4 separate regions of the Mus musculus genome follow, and all the other regions are linked to region 1. The links are chromatin contacts, called in public promoter capture Hi-C and targeted proximity ligation maps. All regions are on one chromosome and are shown on one strand. The core of a region is the stretch at or near the end of the contact, and the rest is flanking DNA. Distances in the headings are between cores, read along the strand shown. Region 1 holds the start of Dagla (diacylglycerol lipase, alpha). Region 2 holds the start of Ppp1r32 (protein phosphatase 1, regulatory subunit 32). Region 3 holds the start of Lrrc10b (leucine rich repeat containing 10B). Region 4 overlaps Syt7 (synaptotagmin VII).

What was found. Promoter capture Hi-C pulls out the DNA fragments that hold promoters and counts their contacts.
Region 2: a contact with region 1 is called in a promoter capture Hi-C map of embryonic stem cells, with 27 read pairs. A contact is called at or near these places in 9 of 39 promoter capture datasets (the HPC-7 cell line, cranial neural crest, embryonic stem cells and 3 more), 1 of 484 Hi-C or Micro-C datasets (bone marrow-derived macrophages), 13 of 130 datasets of targeted methods (SST interneurons, bone marrow-derived macrophages, embryonic basal ganglia and 9 more) and 5 of 9 other capture datasets (adipose tissue, embryonic stem cells, liver and 2 more).
Region 3: a contact with region 1 is called in a targeted proximity ligation map of pancreatic cancer cells. A contact is called at or near these places in 10 of 39 promoter capture datasets (the 3T3-L1 cell line, the C10 cell line, the HPC-7 cell line and 7 more), 1 of 484 Hi-C or Micro-C datasets (embryonic fibroblasts), 12 of 130 datasets of targeted methods (the NIH/3T3 cell line, bone marrow-derived macrophages, embryonic fibroblasts and 6 more) and 3 of 9 other capture datasets (adipose tissue, liver and pancreatic islet).
Region 4: a contact with region 1 is called in a targeted proximity ligation map of forebrain, with 3 times the contacts expected there. A contact is called at or near these places in 20 of 39 promoter capture datasets (the 3T3-L1 cell line, the C10 cell line, the HPC-7 cell line and 11 more), 2 of 484 Hi-C or Micro-C datasets (bone marrow-derived macrophages and embryonic fibroblasts), 6 of 130 datasets of targeted methods (the NIH/3T3 cell line, bone marrow-derived macrophages, embryonic stem cells and 2 more) and 4 of 9 other capture datasets (adipose tissue, embryonic stem cells, liver and 1 more).

What each region holds. Positions count from the first base shown.
Region 1 is chr19:10,301,703-10,307,292 of GRCm38.p6, reverse strand. Dagla (diacylglycerol lipase, alpha) reads left to right here and starts at 2,416. Exons shown (of 20, transcript NM_198114.2): 1 at 2,416-2,472.
Region 2 is chr19:10,479,418-10,485,007 of GRCm38.p6, reverse strand. Ppp1r32 (protein phosphatase 1, regulatory subunit 32) reads left to right here and starts at 2,080. Exons shown (of 14, transcript NM_133689.2): 1 at 2,080-2,180; 2 at 2,640-2,775; 3 at 3,188-3,305; 4 at 3,571-3,724; 5 at 5,410-5,538. The coding sequence starts at 2,667.
Region 3 is chr19:10,454,502-10,460,091 of GRCm38.p6, reverse strand. It overlaps Lrrc10b (leucine rich repeat containing 10B), which reads left to right and starts at 2,645. Exons shown (of 1, transcript NM_001111140.2): 1 at 2,645-4,721. The coding sequence starts at 2,777. The coding sequence ends at 3,655.
Region 4 is chr19:10,432,936-10,438,525 of GRCm38.p6, reverse strand. Syt7 (synaptotagmin VII) reads right to left here. Exons shown (of 12, transcript NM_001373944.1): 7 at 2,841-2,976. Among named protein-coding and RNA genes, the nearest start is that of Lrrc10b, 22 kb to the left of the region's middle.

The sequences.
Region 1 (5,590 bases), core at 1,167-3,666:
CTAGCCAGCCAGTCCAGCCAGTCAGTGAGTTAGAGAGTCCTGGTCCAGTGAGAGACAGTGTCTCAAAGAATAAGATAGATAAGGTAGACAGTAACACAAACACACACACACACAGAATGAGACAGACAGACTCCAGAGACCCTATGCACTGCCACTGAAGGCCTTGAAGGATTAAGACTTAGGTCAGCCTGCTAGCCAAATGAGACATGGCCAGAAGGCAAAGAGGACTAAGGAGTCAGAGGTAGGAAGTCATGGACTCCTTCCAGGAGTTCAAAAGCAGCTGCAAAAATAATGCCTGCAGCCTCTACCTGTGCTTCCTTGTTCCTCAGTCACATTGCTGAATTCTAAATAATTAACTAATTCCTTTTGTCTGTTTGGGGGTTGGTGATTGCACCCGGGATCTCATGTATGCTCAAAATAGAGCATTAGATGTTTAGTGTCTGATGGGAATGATCAAGATTGAAATCGCTTTTTCTTACCTTTCCCTTTCCCCTTTCCCCTAGTTTCACAATGACAATTTCCCAAACTTTCACATGCACAGAGATCCCCTGAGGGTTTTGTAATCAAGCTAAGATCTTGGGTCTGAGGCTCGGAATTTCTAGTAAGCTTCCCTACGGCATGTCCTTGTCCGTGTCACATACCTAGCTGAAAGAGTTCAGAGATTATGTTAGTAGCAGTGAATAATCCTGGTGTGGGATGCCCTACATGGGGCTCACTGATGCAGCTGACCAAGAACAGGACATCACCTTGAGAATCCCAGTAGTATTAGCCTCCCACATTATAGAACTGGTCAGAACTGGTTTGTCGAGGATTGGATACATGGGGATGATGATGATGGTGATGGTGGTGATGATGATGGTGTGTGTGTGTGTGTGAGTGTGTGTGCGAGTGTGTGTGTGTGTGTGTGTGTGTGTGTGGAACTTGTGTAGTTTTCTATGTGCCGGACAGCTAAGGGGTAGACTGTAGTAGACTATTTAGGGATGGCCACGTGGGCATGCTTTCTCCATTAGGAACTTTGGTGAGTAAGGAAAAGAGCTGATTTTGCAGAGTCCTTTCTGCCTGGCATCAGTTGATCTACCATGGTTCACAGGACCAATATAATTCTTTCTTCCAGGTGTCTGGGACTTTGAAGCAAGAGATATTATCTCCAACTGTGTGGTTTGAATGGACCATGACAATCTAGAGATAACGTCCCTGAACCCAGGCCTCCCCAGATTTCTGAACTTCCTGAGACATCGGGAGCTCCTCTCCAGGAATTCTTGAAGTGCTCATATTTGTTCCCCAAATCCATTTTCTTTACCTAAGCCAGAGCTTATCTTTGCAATAACCGTAGATGCTACCGAATTGCCTGGCGAGGGGCTGAACTCTGCAACGAGGAGAAGTCTGTCCCGGATGCAGGGTTTCACTTTCAGTCAGATGTCCACCTATGTCCTCCAGGCCTACAGAACAAGTCAATCATCCTGACGTCATTCTCAGAATGACGTCTGAGCCCAGGAAACATTTCACACGCTTGCTTTCTGCGTTACTTTCCTTTCGACCTCTCATATCTTTCTGCTCGACTTTGGAGACTTAACTGATTGCATCATCATGACCGCTAGATCCAATCTTACCTATGACCCCCTGTGCAGCTGCAGCTCTTAGCTTAGCCCCCATGTGACCTGATATCTCTAAGGGCAAGCCTGCTCCCACCCACTCCCCAGACTCAACCCAGAACACCAGCATAGCTGTGTCCCTGCCAAAAAGCAGCTTTCAGGAAGGCGAGTTGAGCGACTTGCGCATGAATGGATGGGCGTGTGTGAAGGAGAACAGGAGGGGCGATTTTCTTCATTTATCAGAAAATCAAAATTGATCAAACTCCCCTTTTGCTGTCAGGCACTATGCTGGGTGTTGAGGAGGGTGAGAGTAGGGGGGAAGAGGAGGACATAGATAAAGATGTGTCCCAACTCCTCAAGACGCTGCTAGGTCCCCTGAAGGAGGTGGAACCCATCTCTCTCCTTTCCTCCCCCAAACAAACCAGTTCTCCGGTGATCCTACTTGCTATTTTTCATCTCCCACGCTAAACCCTGTCACGCGGGACCTGAAGGAGGGGAACCCAAGCAGCTACCGTGCCCCTGTTCAGTGCCCACGGTCCAACCCCTTTCGTCTGCCCACGGAACCCCCGTGGAGGCCTCAGCCCCGCGCCCACCGCCCCCACGCGCGGGGATCCAGGGCTCCACCACCTCGGGCCTGCGCGCCTCTCCCCTCCCTGGCGCTAGGGGGCGCTGCCGCCCCACGGCCGTCGCCATGGTCACCGCTGGCGGCGGAGTGGGGTTTACGTAAAGGACGCAGCGTCCCCCGGGGGGCGGAGGCGGCCTTCGCGCCGGCGCCGGCGCCCTGCGGAAGCAACGTTAGTGAATAGGGGCCTTGGGGAGCCCAGGATGGAGGTGGCGGTCGCAGTGGCCGCGGCGGGCCGAGCCCTGCGGCGGGCCGGAGGTAAGGGGGCCCGGGCCGAGTCCCGGGCGCAGGAGCTCTGCGAGCGGCGTGGCGGGCTGGGCAATGTCCACTGCGCGCGGTGGCCGGTCCGACAGGTCCGCGGGCGGAGGTGCGGCTGCCACGCGCGCTCGTGGCAGGTGTGAGGTCCGCGGAGCCCCGGGCCACCGGCGTGGGGATGGTGACACGCATGGCACGGGCGTGGGCAACGTGGATACAGCACGGGCAGCGTGATTTTTCCTGGCGAGGGTGTCAGAAGACTCACCCCCGCCTTGGTGTAGCGGTGGCCGCCCAGGTGTGAGGAGGGTGCACCCTCTGTACAGGAGGGCGATGCACGCAGCTGGTGCTGGTGGGTGGCCAGCTGATGCTGGGCCGTGATGGTGCGGTGGGCATGGGTGTGAGAAAGTGCTGCCATTGCTTGGATGTTGGTTGGCATGGTTCTGGCCTTGGGCTTGACATGGTTTGGAGTGATGGTCCTGGGGGCTTAAAGAATCAATGTCCTGGGCATGACTAGTGGCTCCGGCCCTGCTGTGAGAAATGGCCTTGGCTTAGCGCAGTGCCCTGGAATGACTAATACTGTGAGGGAAGACAGGTGGCCCTCAGACCCTGGTAAATAAGAGGGTAAATACCCACCCTTACAGGGAGATCAGTAGGGGCGACGTCTCTGTCATGGGGCTCAGCATTAATGCCTGTTGGTGTGCTGGCCTTGGGGCAGAAGGCTGGAAGAAGGTTGGTGTTTTTTATGATGGATGAGAATAAGAGACACCATGTGTCTACCATGAGGTTCTTGGTTGCTGTCCCAGGTAGAGCTCTGCTCAGTTATGAACCTTTACCTGGCTCATGAGTCCTCCCCCATTTGGAGGAAGATGGGAGGAATAGGTGGTTCTCACTGGTGGTCCTTGTTTCTGATTATAGGAGACTCAGAAGGGTATAGAGAAGTAGCCCAGGCTACGTCGTCCCTGGGCCCTTCCTTTCACTTGGTTGATGGCGGTGCTACTGGGTTTCTGGGAATTGTATCTTTTGGGCTGCGTGGAAGATGGTTCTGTGGCTACTGGGAGTGTTTGGAGATTGCATATATCCTAACTAGTCTTCTGAGAAGCTTTGGAGAAGGTCCCCCATCTCTCTATCTCTTTCCTTCCCTCCCTCCCTCTATCTCTCCCCCCTCCCAGCCCCCATCTCCTTCCTCCTCTCATTGCCACATGATGTCCCACTTCACAGAGCATCAGTGGGCAGACCCCTAGAGACGTTGAAGACTTCAGGGTGTTATGGGTTTCTTGGGGGGGAAGGCACAGAAGTAGAAGCAAAGAGCTGAGCTTTGCATGAGAAGGGTGTTTCTTTGCCAACATGGGTGCTTGGAGAAGCCTCCCTCCTTTGAGGGAACTGAGTTAAGTTCCCTAAAGCTGACATGTTGTCCACTGTCTTTAGAGCCAGATAACTTGAATTCCAGTCTTTGGCTGTGTGACCTTGAGCTGGTGTTGTTACCTTTAAGAGTCACTTCACACAGTGATCCCAGTGGTCCCAGAATGAAGGAGACTGTGCGTGGAGAATTCTATAAGCAGCAAGAGGCTATACGAAGGTCAGGGATTTCCATCAGGGCAAGAGACACAAGGTGGTTGGGAATAGAGGCATGGAATGTGACTGGGGAGGAAGGGAGACATAGGTTGAGGGTTTGTCATGGGAAATTAGAAACCCAGAGGATATATGCTCCTGGTGGGGGGATGTGGGATCTGTTGACACTGTGAGTCAGCTACTGAGCTGGAACCAGGCCCCGGGTCTCCCGAGGACGGTTCTAGTTCTGGACTTGGCCATGGCAAGTGTGGAGTTCTGCTGGAGTGGCCCACACAGGAGGAAGCTCTTTGCTTGGGCTGCACACACACCTCATTATCTGGGAAGGTCTGGGAGGTGTCTGTGGCTGACAGATCTAGGGTATCTGTGTGGGAGGGAGACTTGGAAAGTGTATTTTCTCTTGAGAATTTCCCTTGGTTCTGAGAATGGGAGTGGGGAGCTGTCACGTCAGCATTCTGGAGACCATGGCCTAAAGAAAGTGAACTGGGTCAGGGTTCCTACCAAGTGGTCCTGTAGGGGAGGCTGGGGCTGTAGGGCAGGGGGATAGGGGACAATGAATCCTTTAGACACATGGAGGAGGGAAAGAGTCAATGAGCATCCTTAAGGGTGTATCCCAAGGCTGGATAAATATGGTGAGAAGTCCCAAGATGTGCTTCAACTTCTGGCTGAACACTCTTTCCAGGTGGGGAAGGTGAGGGGAACTGTAAATTGCTCTATTTTGGGCCTTTATCTCTAGCATCCTTGTGAGTGTCCGCCATGACCACGAACTCACTGCAAAAGCTTGTTTCCTGAGGTACAAAGTTTTCTGCTCATGTGTTTCGCCGCAGTGTTGAACAGTAGGTAAAAAGTGTGGTGAGCTGACGTTTCCATGCTGTCCCATAGCTGCCACTTAGGCATAGCCTGGTGTGGTGAGTGTTTTCTTGGCAGTTCCCAGGTTGGCGTGAGGGGTGGCCCTGGCTATCTGCATGTTTCCTGAGGAGCCTTTCTACCTCCGGGGAGATAGTGCTTGGCACTTCACCTCCTGCCTGGAAAGCTTGCTGTCAAACAGATCTATTAAGGAGGAGGCCTTCAGTCTACTTATATCCCCTCCACTTGCCCTCCACACCTCCGTCTGTGTGTTCTGATTTGTGCCTCACCCTTATGTTTTGGGGCTCCAGGGCCCTTTCCAGCCACCCCTTGCCATCTGCTTGGGATGCTGGGACTCAGCACAGTGGAGCTGGGCAGCAGGTGGGATAGATCAGATGATGCTGAGAGGAGGAGTTGGCCTCTGTTCCCCAAAGCAGAGCTGAGCTTTCTGTGCTATCCCCAGGGTTTGAGAATATATTAGGGAGCCTAGCCAGGTGATCAGCTTGGTCATAGATGCTGATTTTTGACAAATCCATCAGACGCAGGGGTCTAGTGACAGACGTGGACCTCGAGGGCAAGGCACTCGTTGGAGCTGAGGTTTTCAACTCCAGTCTTCAGTTTTACTCCTGTTTTCTCTGTCCATGTTTCTCTAAAAATTGCTGTGCTCAGCTCTTGGCATCCTTTCCTTCCTTGGTTCCATAAGTCACGA
Region 2 (5,590 bases), core at 831-3,330, 180 kb before region 1:
GTGGGAGTGAGCAGCCTTCAGAAGAAGATGTACAACTCTCAGCTCCTCCTGCACCATGCCTGCCTGGACACTGCCATGCTCCCACCTTGATGATAATGGACTGAACCTCTGCACCTCTAAGCCAGCCCCGGTTAAATGCTGTCCTTATAAGACTTGCCTTGGTCATGGTGTCTGTTCACAGCAGTAAAACCCTAACTAAGACGCCACCTCTCTCCAGAGTTTTCCCCTAACCCAGTAGATGGCCTTTATCTACTGGTGCTTGGCTAAGTGGTTCACAGTAACCTCCATTTTCCAGGAGGGACTGGAAACACATGCCCTGTATCAAGTCTCATATGTATTCAGTGACAAAGCCAGAGCTTGTGTCATGTCTGAGCTCATGATTCTGAGCTCAGGCTTTGACCTCTTCTCCAGGGGTGCCTTTGCTCTTTGCCCTAAGTGGGCCCCACCAGTGGCAGTCGCAATCTTACCATGTTTCATGTATGGAGCACCCATGAGCCTCTTTGTTGGAAAGCTGGGAGCTGCTTATTGGAGGCAAGGCTGCGTGCGTTCAGTCCTCTGGCCCGGTAACAGAGTCATGACTTTGGAGGGGGAGAATTCAGTGGGCCTCAGTTTGTCCTGAAGCCCTCCTAGACCATGATAACTTCTGAATCCGGAGTAAAGTGTGCTCGTGATCCCTGGTGCTGGTGGGGCTGATGTGGGATGTAGTAGGATTTGTTTCATGTGCCTGGCCCATATATGTGCTTATATCCTAGGCAGCACAGCCCCTTTCCCTCGGTCTTCCTTTTCTTCTGGTATCCCAGAAGAGAAGCTCACATTCTTGTAATAGCTAAAGGTTGGAAATCTACAGGCTGGCTGTTAAGCCCTGCTGTGTTAAAAGTTAAATTATTTAGCTGAGCAGTGGTGGCACATGCTTTTAATCCTAGCACTTGGGAGGCAGAGGCAAGTGACTTGAGTCCAGTATGGTCTACAGAGCAAGTTACACAGCTAGGGCCACACAGAGCAACATTGTCTCAAAAAATACCAAAACAAAAACAAAACCCAGAACCAAACAACATCAACAACAAAACCAACCAACCAAACAAACAAACAAAAACTAAAACAGTATTTAAGGTTCCCATTTGGGACACTGAACTGGCTGTTTGCAAGTAGCCATGATGGTGGAATTGGCAGATACTGAGCAGAGTTCTTCTCCACCCCTGGAGATCCAACTGTCACAATGTTTACAAGACTGAAAACCAACTTGAGGCTTGCATGCTGTTAACTGAAGTCTCTGCAGAGCTGGCCGGGAGCCTTTAGACCACAGCTTGCAAGTAAGTACCAGTGTTGCCCCTTCCTTTCAGCAGGTGTTGAACCCCTATCACCAGTCCTAAGTCACATACTTGACTAAGATAAGAAGTGACAGTGTAAAGAGGAAAGACAGCTCATCAAAGCCAACAAACAGGTCTGGTTGGAGCCTCAATTTTAACCACTGCTATGGTTATTGGCCATGTACCAAGAGCCCCAAGCTCATGGGGGAATCTGGGAAATTGTAAGAGGTAATGTGTGTAAAAAGGCTTAGGACAGATTTAGCTGGAGCAGAATATAGTAAAGATTAATTTACCAAGAGGCATAAAAGTGGGATCAGGATCCACCCAAGTGGAATCGCAACTATTTTGTTTCTTTTCCTTTTGGGGGGGGGTGGTGTTTTGTTTTGTTTGTTTTTTGAGATCTCTGGCCAGTCCAGTTGCTTTGCCTGTCTAAGCCTCTTGTTCCCCAGTGAAGAGAGGATAATAATAGCTACCTGGAAGAGCCGCTAGGAGGCTGGAGATAAAAGATGTAAAGTATCCACCGTGAGAAGTGGATACTTTGTAAATGGGAGAGATTGTCCAGGATTATCTTTTATTTCACATCAGTTAGACAAGCAACTCTTCGTGGTCTTGTCCAGGCAGCGTGGGACAGAGCCATGGAGGAAGGGCCAAATTTGTGCTATGCCTGGACTTCCCTTCCTAGACAGGTCAGCCCCTCAGTGGGCCATGGTTTGAGAAGGACTTCAGAGGCTTGGGACGCTGTTGCTAGGTGCTGGTTGCTAAGCAACACTCTGTTTCTTCTAGCTTGGCCATCTCCACCTCAGGAGGGCCAGCTTCTCTTGAGCAGCTCCAGCCTCTTGTGGCCTCTGCCGACCTCAGAGCTTGCTGCAGAGGGTAGGTGAGGGTGGGGCCTACTGTGTAGGGCCCCAGGAGAGCAAAGTCAACTTCCACAGGGAGGTGGGCGGGGGGAAGGAACTGAGTAAGAGATGGGGTGGGGGCGGGGCAGGTCTGGCAGGAGAGAAAGCTCAGGCAGGCGGTCATTTGGTCATGTACTCTCTAAGAAGCACATATAGGAGGTCAGACCAGAGGACTAGGAATTGGAGACCTCTTGTTAAGATCTTCAATTCATTTCTCAGCATCGTTTCTTGGCTCTAAAGTGGGGGCATTCGAATGTTGGTAAGAGACATGCCAGTGTGAGAGTTGAAGATGGGTTCTTTGTTTGACTTGGGATGCAGTTTCCAGAAACGGGAACAGGGCCTGTGAGGATGACTCGGGCCTCTGAGGGGGTGACTGTCATTGCAGAGGTTGAAGCCTGGGGTCAGGACTCACGAGATCTCCTGGGTTTCTTTTCAGGCCCGTGGGGCCCCTGCCTCACACATCATGATGGGGAAACTCCCTCTTGGGGTTGTCTCTCCATATGTGAAGATGAGTTCGGGGGGATGCTCTGACCCTCTGAAGTTTTATGCTACCAGCTACTGTACAGCCTATGGTGAGGACTCCTCTATGGGGTGCTACCTTCAGGACCCTGTATGGGAAGAGGGACCAGGAGAGGCACACACTCTAGGTCAATCTGAGCAGAGAGTGACCTGCCACATAGAGTGGCTCCATTCCCTGAGCCCAAGGCTCACACAATCAAGCTGGCCTTGTCTGGCTGTCCCCTTCCTTGGTCCTGTCACTGAAGTATGTCTGCACATGGCTCCTGTGACCCCATGCCACTGGCTCTGTTCTCTGGCATCATAGTCCTCCACGGGCCAGGCCTACACAGCTCCCAACACCTGGGTTGTTAGGAGTTCCCCTGGCTTAGGGTTCCTTAGGCCCTGGTGGCTGCTGGCTCTGCTTGGGAAGCCACTCCTCACCCTTCTGGTGGCCTTTGGTCCTGTTTCCTTCTTGCCCCTTGGCAGGTCGGGAGGAGTTTAAGCCCCGCCTGGGAAGCCATGTAGGCACAGGCTACAAATCCAACTATCGGCCCCTGGTCTCCTACCAACCGCACCTGGACACCCTGGACAATCCTGCCATAGGGTACAGTTTCCATTACTCCTTGTCTCCCTCCTCTGCTCTGCTGGATCTTAAATATTAGAGATGTCATTGCCCCAGGCTCCAAAGCAAGGCCTGAATGGCTCTGGGCATGCTGCCCAGTTTTGGCCCCGGGGCCAAGAAGGACTCTTAAAACATTTGGGAGAAGGATGGGAGATGATGCTCCTGGGAATAAGTACTGCAGCCCTCAACCCCAGAACAAAGAAGGTGGCCCTGGGGGGCCCATCTCTTGCTTCCTCCCACCCCTTAGGCAACAAATCCGAGACACTTCCAAGTCTGTGACCAGTCAGAGCTACTCTCCCCTAGAAGTGCCCGATGGTAAACAACCCCTGCCCTGGAACCTGCACCAGACAACCTCCAGCTACGGGCGAGAAAAACTCAACCCTGGACCACATTCCAAGGAGGTCAGTGCTGGGTCCAGGCTAGACAGGAGTGAGCCCCAGGATGTGTGCAGCAAGACAGGGAGGGTGGGTTCCTCTAGCAAGCTGAAGTAGCACCTCTACCCATTGCATAGAGCTGAGAAGACATAGCCTGGAGGAGCCAAAGTGTAGGGTGAGGGGTCGCTCCCCACTGTGGTCCTGTCTTTATCCCGATATCCCCACTGCCACTCCCTCTCCCTGCAGCCGTGTCAACACCCTCACCCCTACTCCATCCTCACAGATACCAGGATCCTAGTCATACATTCAAACCCTTTGCCACTACCCTCATTGCCTCGAGGTCACTGTCACAGTCACCCCGACCTCTTCACTTCTGTCATCATTGTTACCACCATTCAAGTCACCTCCATGGTCATGAGGATAGGTAGCCATGCATCCAAGCAATGTCCTCTGAATACATTGCACATTTGGAGGGAGTGGGCTTAGGCTGTAGCTCAGTGGGTCTCACACTTGCTGAACACATTCATGAAGTTCTGAGTTCCATCCCCCAGTGCTTCATAAACCAGACACAGTGGTCTATGCCTGTAATCCCAGCGCTGGGGATAGGGAGGCAGCAAGATAACAAGTTCAAAGTTATCCTTAGCTACACATCAAGTTTAAGGCCAGCCTGGGCCACATGAGGCCATATCTCAATGTAACTAATGACGACGATGATAGCAGGAGATATGGTTAAGGGTGTTTTCTGCTTTTCCAGAGGATGTGAGTTCCTTCCTGGGTCTCCAGCTCCTGGGTATCTGATGCCCTCATCTGATCTTTGTGGCATATACAAGCTCAGACACATAAAATACTAACAAATCTCCTTTTCTCATTTTTGGTTTCTTTTTTTCTTTCTTTCTTTTTTGTTTTTGTTTGTTTGTTTGTTTGTTTATTTGAGAACAGGGTTCCTCTGTGTAATCCTGTCTGTCCACAAACTAGCTATATAGCAACGTAGACCAGGCTGGCTTCAAACTCACAGAGATCTTCCTGCTTCTGTCTCCCATGTGCTGGGATTAGAGGTGTGTGCCACCACAGCCTGGCTAATATATCTCTCTTTTTTTTTTTTTTTTTGAATCCAATTCTTTTTATTTACATATGTGTATTATCATGTGGGCTTTAAATATATCTACCATTTTCACATTATAATACCCAGAAAGGCACATGATATGTTAATTATGCATTAGCAATGGCTAACAGTTACTGGACACTGACTGACAATAATATATCTCTTAAATGTAAAATAAAATTAAAAATGTTGGAAGGGGTAAGAGCAGAGAGAAATACAGCTCGGAGGAAGTGGGGGATGAATCAGAAGCCCAAAGACTGGGAAAGAAGTTAGCATGGAAACACTAGGCAAGGTTCAAAAGAGGCCATTCCTCTAGCCACAGCTACCTAAGGGATATGTGTTCCAAGCAGTGTCTGCAACAAAGTTCAAAGGCCCTGGGGGGGGAGTTCCTGGTTGAGGGGCCCAACAAGGGTTTAAGTGCCTGCAACAGTCTGAGGACCCAAAGTCCCCATGGGCTGCTGTCAGGGTATGAGAATCACCACGAGCAGGATGTGGGGCCCCTCTGATGTCACTGTAATAGACTCACAGACTGCCTGCCATGAAGGTGCTCTGTAGCAGTGGAGGACAGAATGTGACTGGCACTCTCTCTCACGGGTTTTCACTCCTCCAGGTCAGGAAGGTCCACTTCGACACCCAGGATCACGGGCCTCAGACTATCACAGGACTGGAGCCCAAGGAGGTTCCCCTGATCCACCAGCAGCAGGGCAAGGGCTCCACGGAGTGGGAGAACTCGCACTATGTGAGTGGGTATCTGCTAGGGCGCATGGCCTCAGGCCCTGACACAATGCAGA
Region 3 (5,590 bases), core at 1,396-3,895, 150 kb before region 1:
GGAGCAGTGCCTGGCTGGTACCCGAGCAGAGGCACACATAGGGCCGCTTGGATGCCTACAAGTCCAGGAGGGCTGCCTGGTGCTGCAGTGCCAGCCTGAGCATGTGGTGAGGGTGGGTTGACTGTATTCCCTCCTCCACATCGAATGTCCCTTGGTAAAAGCGCTGAAGGGATATGGGGGTTGGGGGATATTCATGCCTGGCTGGGTTTGCCCTGGATTCCTAGTATCTGAATGCCCACCTCCTTCACGCGATCCTCCCATGTGAGAAGAGTGTTGGGCTGGGACTTAACAAGGTCTGAGTACTTGAGGACCTTGAACGCTGTCTAGCTGGGGCTGAGAATCCATCCATCTGGGAACTGATGTCTGGGTTTGACTTTTTCTGGCTTGACCCTTACCTTGGCTGGGGTCACCACATCATTTTGTTAGTTTCCCCAGGGTGGAGCTCCATGGCTGTTCTGTTATCATCTCACCCCAAGAAACCTCTTCCTTGAAGACCGCTGCTATTGTTCTGCTAACAAATATCTTTTAAAGATCAGAAAAGGAGAAGCCAGGAGTGAAAAAGAACCTGCTGGGTGGCGTCATCCCTAGGAAATTCAAGAGCAAGCAAAGTTGACCCCTGATAATAGAGGTCATGATCAAAGTGGCCTCTGGGAGAGGGAAGAGGTGTGAAGGGACTTCTGAGTCGTAGGAATGGAGCACGAGGGCTGGGGTATAGCTCAGTTATTACCGTGCTTGCCTAGCACGTGCTGGGTTTGATCACCAGCACCATACGATCAGGACATGGTGATGCACACCTGTAATTCCAGCACTAAGGAGGTGGGAAGACCAGAAATTTGGCCATCTATTGAGTTGGAGGAGAGTTTGAGTTATATGAAACTCTGTAACTAACAAACAAAGGTACAAAAAAAAAAAAAAGAAAGGGGAAAAAAAACCCAACTGTGACAGCAAAGGTACACACATTTGTCAAAAATACACACAATTGCACTGACATTCCCAGCCCTTCCTTCCTTCCTTTCTGTCTATTTATCACTATTTCCTGTTTTCAGATAGGTTCTTACTATGCTGCCAGTCTGGTTAACATAGCTGGGCTAATAGATGTGAACACTCTACGCCCCCCTTTTATTGCCCACTCCCCATTCTGAGACAAGGTCTTGCTCTATATCTCATTAGCCTTAAGCCACTCTATAGCTTAGGATGACTTTGAACTTGCAGAAATCCTCTTGTTTCTGCCGGGAAAGATCTGGAATTACAGGCAGGAGCCACACCCCTGGGCTTTTGCTGTGTTGTTTCTCCAGGCTGGCTGATCAGCTGGGATTATAGAGGTAAACCAATGTGTCCTCCTTCCACTGTCCTAATTTCAAACTTCCATGGCAGTATGGATGGATTGGAGGACACTAAGTTCTGACAGCTAGGTCCTAGAGAAGGTGGGAGTGGGGCAGGGAGGAGAAAGTGGTCTGTTGACTGAGCGCTCACGGTACAACCTCTTGTCCCTTGTATAACCCTCAAGCAGGTTTTTCTAATCTCAGGAGGCCGCTTTCCTCCTCATTTCTGTGGGATTAATAATTCCTTTCTTAGTTTTTGCATTGTGAGTCAGAGACTCTGTTGAGGAAAAACTCGCTGGAGGGGTGGGTGGAATGCTGTGTTTTCTTTTACTGGGAAGGTGTATGCTTAGGAGTTGGGTTCTTGAGTCACACTGCCTGGCTTCAAACGCCAGCTTTTCTGGTCAACCAAAGCTTAATGTCTTTGAGCCTTGCTCAATGCCTCTTTTTTAAAGTATGGGAAGTAGCTTTTGGCAAAGTGACAGACACGTGGAGCTCTGGCAGAGAGAAAAGGGAGGAGGCTAGTGAGAGCAGCCGAGTCATAGAACCAAGATGATTGTTGTCGGTGCCACTCAAAGGTAGGCGCTTGTCCCAGTCCTCTGCCCACCATGGCCACACATAGACCTTGGGTGTTCTCGGAGGGGCTTGGGTATGAGCGGGTGCTAGAGCACCAGCAATGGGCGGAATCCGGGGAGGGCGGAGCCAAGCATAGTCCCACAAATCCTCAGATCTAAAAAAGACCAGAACATAACATTGTTCCGAGTTACTATCCTGAAGTGACCCCAACTGGGAGACTGGCCGCACGCCGCTGGACGTCGGGGGTGGAGGGGTAAAGTAAGTGACTTCGCCTTCAGGTACTACTCCAGTATCCCTCCTCCCTTTTTTCAGTCCCAGGTTTCTTCCTTCTGGACCCATTTTCCCTGAAGCACACACAGCTACACCAACCAAATGGCCTGCTGCGGCAAGTTTAGACAGCGTCGGACGTCGGGGCTCAGCGCTAACTAGCCCTGTGCCGGGTTTGCGCTCAGCCGCCGCCTGGGCTCAGGCTGGCTCACGGATAGGCTAGCTATCCAGGGACCAGCTTCAGCTTCAGGACCCTTCTCACGGTCCTCCTTGGCCCCGCCCCACCCCGCCCTCCCTTTGCCTATTGGCAGCCGCACGCGCGTCGGGGGTTGCCAGGGCGACGGGTCGCTAAGCTGCAAGTCAGCTCGAACTCCAGCCAGTCGGCCTCCGGCGGAGGCAGCGGGGGAGGCCGAAGGGCGGGTGGCCGAACGCGGTGCGGGGCGGCGGGGCCCAGGCGGGCGCCTCCTCTCGGCTCGGCACGGCCCCCCTCCCGGCACACAGGCAGGCCGGGGCGGGGGGCCCCCGAGGCCGGAGCGGCCCGGGCCCCGTCGGGGCGGCCAGGGCGTGGCGATGCCGGGTGGTGGCAGCGGCGTCCCGGGCCGGGGCCCGTGACCATGGGCATCGCAGAGTCCACGCCGGACGAGCTGCCGTCGGACGCCGAGGAGCAGCTGCGCAGCGGCGAGCAGCAGCTGGAGCTGAGCGGGCGGCGGTTGCGGCGGCTGCCTAGCGCCGTGTGCGCATTGAGCCGCTTGCAGAAGCTGTATGTGAGCGGCACCGGGCTGCGCGAGCTTCCCGAGGAGATCGAGGAGCTGCGCGAGCTGCGCATCCTGGCGCTCGACTTCAACAAGCTGGAGCGCCTGCCCGACGGCCTGTGTCGCCTACCGCGCCTCACGCGCCTCTACCTGGGCGGCAACCGTCTGCTGGCGCTGCCACCCGACTTTGCGCAGCTGCAGAGCCTGCGCTGCCTCTGGATCGAAGGCAACTTCCTGCGGCGCTTTCCGCGGCCGTTGTTGCGCCTGGTGGCGCTGCAATCGCTGCAGATGGGCGACAACCGGCTGCGCGCGCTGCCCGCCGAGCTGCCGCGCATGACCGGCTTGCGTGGCCTCTGGCTCTACGGCAATCGCTTCGAAGAGTTCCCGCCCGCGCTGTTGCGCATGGGCCGGCTGCACATCCTAGACCTCGACCGCAACCGCCTGGGCGGCTTCCCCGACCTGCACCCGCTTCGTGCGCTCCGAGTTTTCTCCTACGACCACAACCCAGTCACTGGACCCCCGCGGGTGGCAGACACCGTTTTCCTAGTGGGCGAGGGAGCCGTCGAGCGCATGGCTGAGCGCGACGAACCCATTCCGCGGCAGCCAGCCCGGCGTCCAACCCGGGCCTTTGATGATGAGGAGGAAGAAGACCTACTCATAGGAGGCGCAGGACCCAGGGCTCTGGGGCCCACCAGGGACAGCCTCCGAGCCTTGGAAGCTCCTCCAGGATTGGGCACCTGAGCCTCTTCCCTGAGTGATGGGTTGGCTACTCTGGAAGAAGGGACTCTGCGAGGTTGTGGTTGTTTGGATATACGGTGTTGCTGGGCCTCTTACTTGGGGCAGTGAAGGAGCATCATTGAATGAGCTGCCCGGCACAGGCAGGCCTGAGGCCATCTTCAGACAGTACTAGGCAGTAAGAAAGAGTCCCTGGGCTGACCTCTGGGCAGTTTTCAGACCAAGAAGTCTGGGATAGAGCCACTGATGGCACGACAGATGAACCGGTTCTCACCTGGAACCAGGGCCATCACTTATCCGTAGAATCATCCCTACTCTGACTCTGGATGTCAGGGCATCTATAACTTTCACTTGGGGTTTGGATCGCCTAGGCCTACCCTAGGAGACTGTATGGGGCAAACTCTCCATGTGTGTGTGTGTGTGTGTGTGTGTGTGTGTGTGTGTGTGTGTGTGTGTGTGTGTTGGGGGTGGGGCCGGGGGAGTTCTGGCCAGAGGCAGGGCATAGGGACTATGTCCAAGACAGAAGTAGACATAGACTGGGGCCCCAGTTCTCCACCCTGATAGCTGTATGTATGGTACACAGAAGAGAAAGGTCTCCACCCATCTTTCCTCCGGATCTTTTCTCTCAGCCTGTGCTGCACTATTGCCGGGCAAAGAGAGATCTTTCCTCTCCTGCAGCCTGTGCCCTCAGTTATCAAGTGTGAGAAGATGCCACTGTGCCTCTAGGGCCTCCTGCCCCAAGAGAGAGGGGCTCTGCACTCTAGGAGGTTGCTCAGGGCCTCTGTACTGCCTGCACTCTCCATTTCCTTACATGGGCACAGCCAGGGTGGCTGGCACGGCATGGGGCACTGGACAGGCACCATGTGCCTCTACTCCGTCACCAGGGACAGCCTCTGAAGGGCTGAGGAGACAAGCTCTGCTATTCCCAGGGCCAGATCCAAGCAATAATAGGAGGTGAGGGCCAGAGGACACTCAGGGACACTGTCAGGGGCTGGAGCCCCAGAAGGTAGTGTTTTCTTTAGGAAGAAAAAAAAAACCTTGTAAACATAAATTTTATTTCTTGGAGAAAGAATGTGTGTTTCCCACATGTCTATTTATTTATAAGCCCGGGAGCACCAAGTTCCACCGCTGTGGGTGCACCTCCCCCACCCAAGTGCCCCAACTCTGTGTCAGGATGACCCTGGCCAGCTGTTGTGTCTGTCCTTCTTGTCTGGGGAACAAGTGCCTGTTGCAGAAGGAAATAGCATTACTCCCTGAAGCTGGTCACCTGGCATCTTCGGATGTCCTCATGTTCTGGCTCACCCTACCCTTGGTTGTGCTGTAGGGGTCATCTGCAGCTTGGTTCTTGGGATCTAATTCTTGGATCTCCCACCAGCTGGGCTGCCCTTCCTCTATTTGCTGGACAGTACTGGCCCCTCCCACTCTGTGACTATACTTGCCCTATTCTCCTTTGCCTTTCTCAGCCTCAGTTCCTTCAGTTTTGCCCCCCCCATCACCATGGCAACAAGAGCTGATGTCATATATGGAGCCAAAAGGTCAGGCTCAACCCAGTAGCTGGGCTAGTACATTGGGCTGGGCTCTGGGTAGGGAGGAGGCTGGATATAGATCTAGAGTGGGATAAGACTACACAGGCAGACAGAATGAAAGGTGGGGAGTAAGATTAACATGGGACCCAACCGTAGGCTTTGTTTTTGTTAAGGCTCCTTCTGGGGCTCTGGGGCTCTCAGGAACCTCCCTTACGTGGGGGTAAGGATTTGAGAGGTGAGGTTATCAGGTAGCTTGAGTGAGAGCTGCAGCCCACCAGGGACTGACCTCTGGCTCCAGAACTTGTCAGGTACAGGGGAAACCACCATGGACCAGGTCTGTCCTTGCTCCTGGTTCTGCTCCTGGTTCTGCAATTGGTTGAATGACCCTGATGAAGTCTTGGATAAATGGGCCTTA
Region 4 (5,590 bases), core at 2,171-4,670, 130 kb before region 1:
AGGAAGGGTTGAGTGTCACATTTTCATTGGAAACGGAAGGGGGGCAGTTGGGGCTCTCCCAGCTGGGTTATCATTCTCTAAGAATAATGGAAGGCCTTGAGGTCCTACCCTGCCCAGTCAGGGGCCCTGCTGGCCTGGGTATTTTATGGTCTACATCTCCTTAGTTGATAGAAAGGAATCAGGAATGGACCCCAGGGAATTGCAGGTAGGATGAAATGGTAGGCACTTGCCTTCTCCCCACATTCCCTCAGAAAATCTTTGCCCCCACCCTGCTTCTTGGAGAGGCAACCCCAGCTCTTCCACACAGTATCACAGTGACATAAGGCAGACAGAGGCACATACCATGGTGAAGTCTCTTACGTCACCTTCTCATGGCCAGGCCAGGCGGCTGTCACTCACCTCTTGCTGAGGAGACTGGCTCAAAGAGGTTAAATTACACGTACAAGCTTTCATAGCAGTAAGGACCCTCTCTGACTTCAAGCTCCACTCAACAGGCCCAGCCCCCAAGTCACAGGAAGGCCCTCCCCACAGCCACTGAAAGCAAAGACCTGCCTGCACCACTGAGAAGTGTCCAAGATACATTGGTGATGGAAAATACGCCCACGGGTCAGCCACCTGCCACACACTAACTCTCCCCTGTGCTTGGCCTCTTCTGTGTCTTACTCTACCCTGAGGCAGGCACTGGTATGTTCAAAGTTTGGCTTGGAGCACACAGATTTCAGGTCACTCACCTCAAGTCCAATGACTGAATGGCTAGTCATAACTTGAAGTCAGGTTTGTGGCCAGCAACTGTGGGTTCCTGGCTACTTGTCTTGGCTCCTGAACTTAGACCTTAGTTTGAACTTGACCTTGGGCTCCATCCAGTGGCTGAATGGGGATTGCACTGTGTGTGTTTGGGACTGGGGCTCATTTAGCCCATAGGGCCTCTAATGCTCTCTGTTGAAAAGATGTTCTTGAACTTGTGACCCCTGTCTCTATCCCCTGACTGATGGGTCACGTGCCACCACACCTAGTTGATTAGGTGCTAGGGACCAAACAGTGCTTCATGCCAGGTGAGCACTCCACCACCTGAACTACACTTAGGCCCATTGCTGATGCCTCTGCTTAGTCCCTGGCTGATCTCATAGCCCACAGGCTCTATCCTAGGCCCACTCAGGATGTGGCTTCCTGATGTCCTCACATCCTAAGCTCGCAGCAGTCATCTTCCCCTGAACTTTACTTCCAGAACCTGCATTCGGGGAGGGGGGTTGGGGACCATGGAACTTAAGACTGTGGGACTCCCAGGAGGGTAAAAGAATTCATGGCACAAGTAGGCAGAGCCAGCCAAAACTACCTGCACCCTCATTCCCTCTCATATTATGGGGGAATCTTAGGCCATTGTAGGTGTGGGTAGCCTCAGCCCCACCTAAGTATGCTCTATCTCATGGAGGAAATCTGGTCTGTCTGGGCAGACTTCACCTCTAAAGGGAAGGAAGCTAAGCACCCACGTGCTTTCTCAAGGCCCAACTCTGAGCTCTAGTAAACAAGCCATTGCCATGGCAACTAGGCTGCCCAACTTTCTCCTCCCCTGCCCCAGCAGTAAGCCTTAAAGGACATCAAGCCAGCCTGTGCCAGGTCCCATGCTCCCTAGAGAGGTTGGTTCTGTCCACTTCTAGGTATCTGACTCCTGGCCCTCAGCCTCAGCAGCCTGGGGTCTGGACAGCACCACAGAGTGAGGTCACAGGTCATACTCTGGCCTGCTTATCTTTACTGTCACTGTTAATATGAATGACCTGGCACTGGCAGAGGACTGGGTAATTAGACTTGCCTTCCCACCTCCGGGCATCTGTGGAGCACACGAGAGAGAGAGAGATGGGCCTGTACTTCCTTCCGCTGCTTGCTGGAGTCTGCCAGCCTCTCCCTCAGGGCAGTAAGGGGCTGGCCAGCTGACTGGGAAAGGGCTGTCCCTTCTGGGAACTTGACTACCGGGAAATAGCACCAATTAGGGGGCTAGGCAATGAGGCAGGGTGGTCTGTGGCAATGGGCTGCACAGAGCAAAAGACAACCAGCCTACACAGAGTTGTAGTTGCAAACGGGCCAAGGGGCATGCAGACGCACGCTCCACCTCAGGCCTGATGCCTGGAAACATGAGTCCTTACCCGGAAGCCTTGTGACTCTGTGTGCACATTGCTACTTGAGATAGGACAGACTGGCAGCCCCGGAAACTGTGAGACCCTGCCTTCTCAGTATGGGAACCCAGTGGAAAGAGAAGGTGCTGGGTCCCCACCATAACCCTCTCTAAGCCTTCCTTCCAGGAACTCCCGGCCCACCAGATCCTTAACTGGTTCTTGTCTGCCAACTTGCCAAGCCTGTCCTTGGGCCTCTGGAAAGAACAAGTAGCTGTAACACATTGGTGCCACCAGGGGGTGTCATGAGAACTGCAGCCTCAGCTAAGGTGAACAACCTAGCCTGGGACTATAAGCCAGTCAGCCACAGAGCAACCGAGGTCACTGGTGGGCTACAAGACCGTCACCCCTGGGATCTCCACCTTACTACCATCTCTGCCATTTTAGGGAAGAGGCATGTGCCTCCATGCCACTGCCCCACAGCTTCTCCTCCCAGGACATTAAAAACATCTTGTATGAGTAGGATTTCCTAGTCTTTTTCTCAGCTCAGAAAAGGACCAAAGGAAGACAAATGAGGAAACTGAGGCACGGAGAGGCATTTCGATGAAAGATGGGGGTGGAGAGGAGCGGGCCTCAGTCAGTCAGCAAAGCCACCTGGCTGGGACTGAGTACCTAAGTCTCTGACTGAGTTGACTACTTCTGGTCCCCCAACAGCCCGTCCCCAACCCTTCTCACCATGAGCATCTCGCTGGTAAGGGAGTTGACGAGGTCCGAGACAGAGGAACGGGTCTCCGTTCTGCGGTCAGACTCATCGTGTGGCGTCTGGCCGGGCACTGGGGCTGTATTCACAGCCTTCCCTCCTGCAGGCAACCTGGAAGTGGGGGTAGGGAGTTCCAGTGAACACAGGCTTCAGGTAGGGCTGGGCTGGGCTCCATGGGCCTGGGTAGCCACAGGATCTTCTCTGAGAAATCAGCCCTTGTCACTTCCTGTGGGCCAGCAGGAGTGAAACCCTTGTTCACAGAAAGCCTGGTGTTTCCTGAAGACTCACAATTGGGGATCATCCTTCTTGAGCCTCTGTCTCAGGTGATTGGCTGAGCTGCCTTGTGGGGGCTGTTTAGAGGGAGCCTGCACACTTCCTGTTACTCCCCAAAGCCCCCCAGCTCTCTGGCTTACATGGCTATTCTCTGAGCTCCTCAGCTCTGCGGAGACCTGTTCCATCCAGTCTGGAAAGGGGAGGCACTAGGTGGCCTGTCCAGGTGTCTCGCCACGTCATTACCCTCTATAAACACTCCACAGCCTCTCTCCCAGAGCCCCACCTGTGTTTGCTCGGCCTGAGCAGAGCCAAGGTGTTCTTCAGCTTATAGCCAAGGTGAGGCGGGGACCACTGTCCACATGGCTCTGTTTGGCAATGTCTCTCTGCTGTGATAAAGTGTTCTTGAGCTGTCTCACTCAGTACCAGCCACGTGCTTGGAATCTCTATATTACATTTGCATGCTGCCAGAGTGAAGCACTGTGCACATGCCTGTATGTGCATATGGATATGCACATGTATATGCGTGTATGTGAAGGCCTTGATTGCCATTCCTCAGGTGCTGTCTCTATTGTTTTTGATACAGGGTCTCTTATTGGTTTGGAGCTTGTAAAGTGTGGCTAGCTGGTGGGTTACAGGAGCCTGCCTGACTTCAGTGCCTCAGCACAGGGTTTCCAAAGCCACTATGCACAGCTTTTCTTTTTACATGGGCTCTAGAGGCTCAGGTCCTTGTGTTTTTACTGACTGAGCCATCACCCCAGCCCTGAGCATTAACGCTTTAATCTGATTTAATACAAGCTCTTTTACCAGCTGAAGATGTAGCTGTATGATAAAGTGCTTGCTTATCCAACATTAATCAAGACCCTATGTTCTATTTCTAACATGGCACAAGAAGTGCCCATTCAGCCTTAACAGCCATTTAGGGCAAGAGATAACCCCGTGAGCCCTAGTCCCCACCCCGTTCCCCACTCACACAACACATTTGATAAGATTCTCACCCAGAGTTAGAGAAAGGCAGGCTGCCACCTAGCAGGCAACCGTGTCCATACCCGATGCCATGCTGGTTCAGGGGGCCGGGATTTCTGGTTTAACAGTCAGGTGGTTAGCCCAGGCTCCATTCAGCTGGGACTTAGGAAGGGACGACTAAGACCCTGCCCAGGGACCAGGCTGGAATGTCTCATGAGGAGGAAAAGGTGGGAACAGGCAGTGAGGAAGAGATGGTGTAGGGCTTAGGGAAGGCTAAAATTAAACAGCTTTGAGAGCACAGAGCCACACAGGCTGGATACAAGCCACATCCCCTGGCACAGACCAGCTTGAAGTACATGGGCGGCCACAGCAGGCAGATACATACATGCTCAGAATATGCCAGGCCCTGGGAAGACACCAGGATCCAACAGCAGGGCGTGCACACACAGACACACATACATACACATAAAAACTCACACAAGCCCAACAGATATCTAGAGTGACAGGGAGAAGACAGCAAAGGCGACAGGCACAGTGCAGCCAGCACCTCTGTGGTAACACACACAGCTGAGGGCATACTTAGATCCCTAAAGGTGGAGGGCGGGGGAGACCCAGCCACGCGAAAGTGTGCATGTGAATTAGAACAAAACAGAAGCAGGAAAGGCAGGGACAGCCGGCCATCAGGTGCACCATACACCTGCTGTTGAGACCCTGGCCTTGCGCTGAGACAGGGCATAACATGTCCACCCACCTGCCTGCCCTCTCCCTGAACACCCTAGAGGTGCGGACACACCAGTGCACAGAGTAGCAGGTACATACAAGCCCACCCCCCCAGGACCACACACACACACATACAGAGACACGTGCTCACACAGACAGGCACGGGGAGGAAGAGGAGACTGAAAATAGCTGGAGAGGTAAAGTCAGGTTAAAAATAGAGCAGGAGAGGAGAGAGCGTGAGATTGACTACTGAAGGTATGAGAAAGTCGGAGTTATTTTGGCCACACCACAGCGTCAGCATAGCTGCAAAGCAGCCTGGGAAAAGATGGTCAGCACCCCTGAAGCTGTCGGAGGTCACAGGACAGAGAGATAGGCATAGGGATCAGCAGAGGGAGAGGCCGAGGGGCTGGTCACTGGCCCAGGGACACCCCTGTGAGGAGCAGATGGAAGGAGGAGACAGAGAGAAGAGAGACAGAGAAAGAGGGGAGAGGCGAAGAAAGGTTAGTCAGACGTGTGGAGAAGGCTGCTGGGTGGACAAGGGGACAAGGAGGAGCGAGGCGGCCGACAGGAGAGGCAGAGAGGAGGCGGGGGACACACAGAGGCGGAAGAAACATGGTGGCTTCGGAGGAGGCGAGCAATGGGGGTGGCCTGGTCCGCTCTGCCCCCCACTCGGGGTGAGGGTGGGGCCACGGTGGAAACCATTTGGATCCCAAGGAGCAAAGGTGAAATGCTGGAAAGATGGCCATGAGAGCGCAGTGGGTGGTGTGGG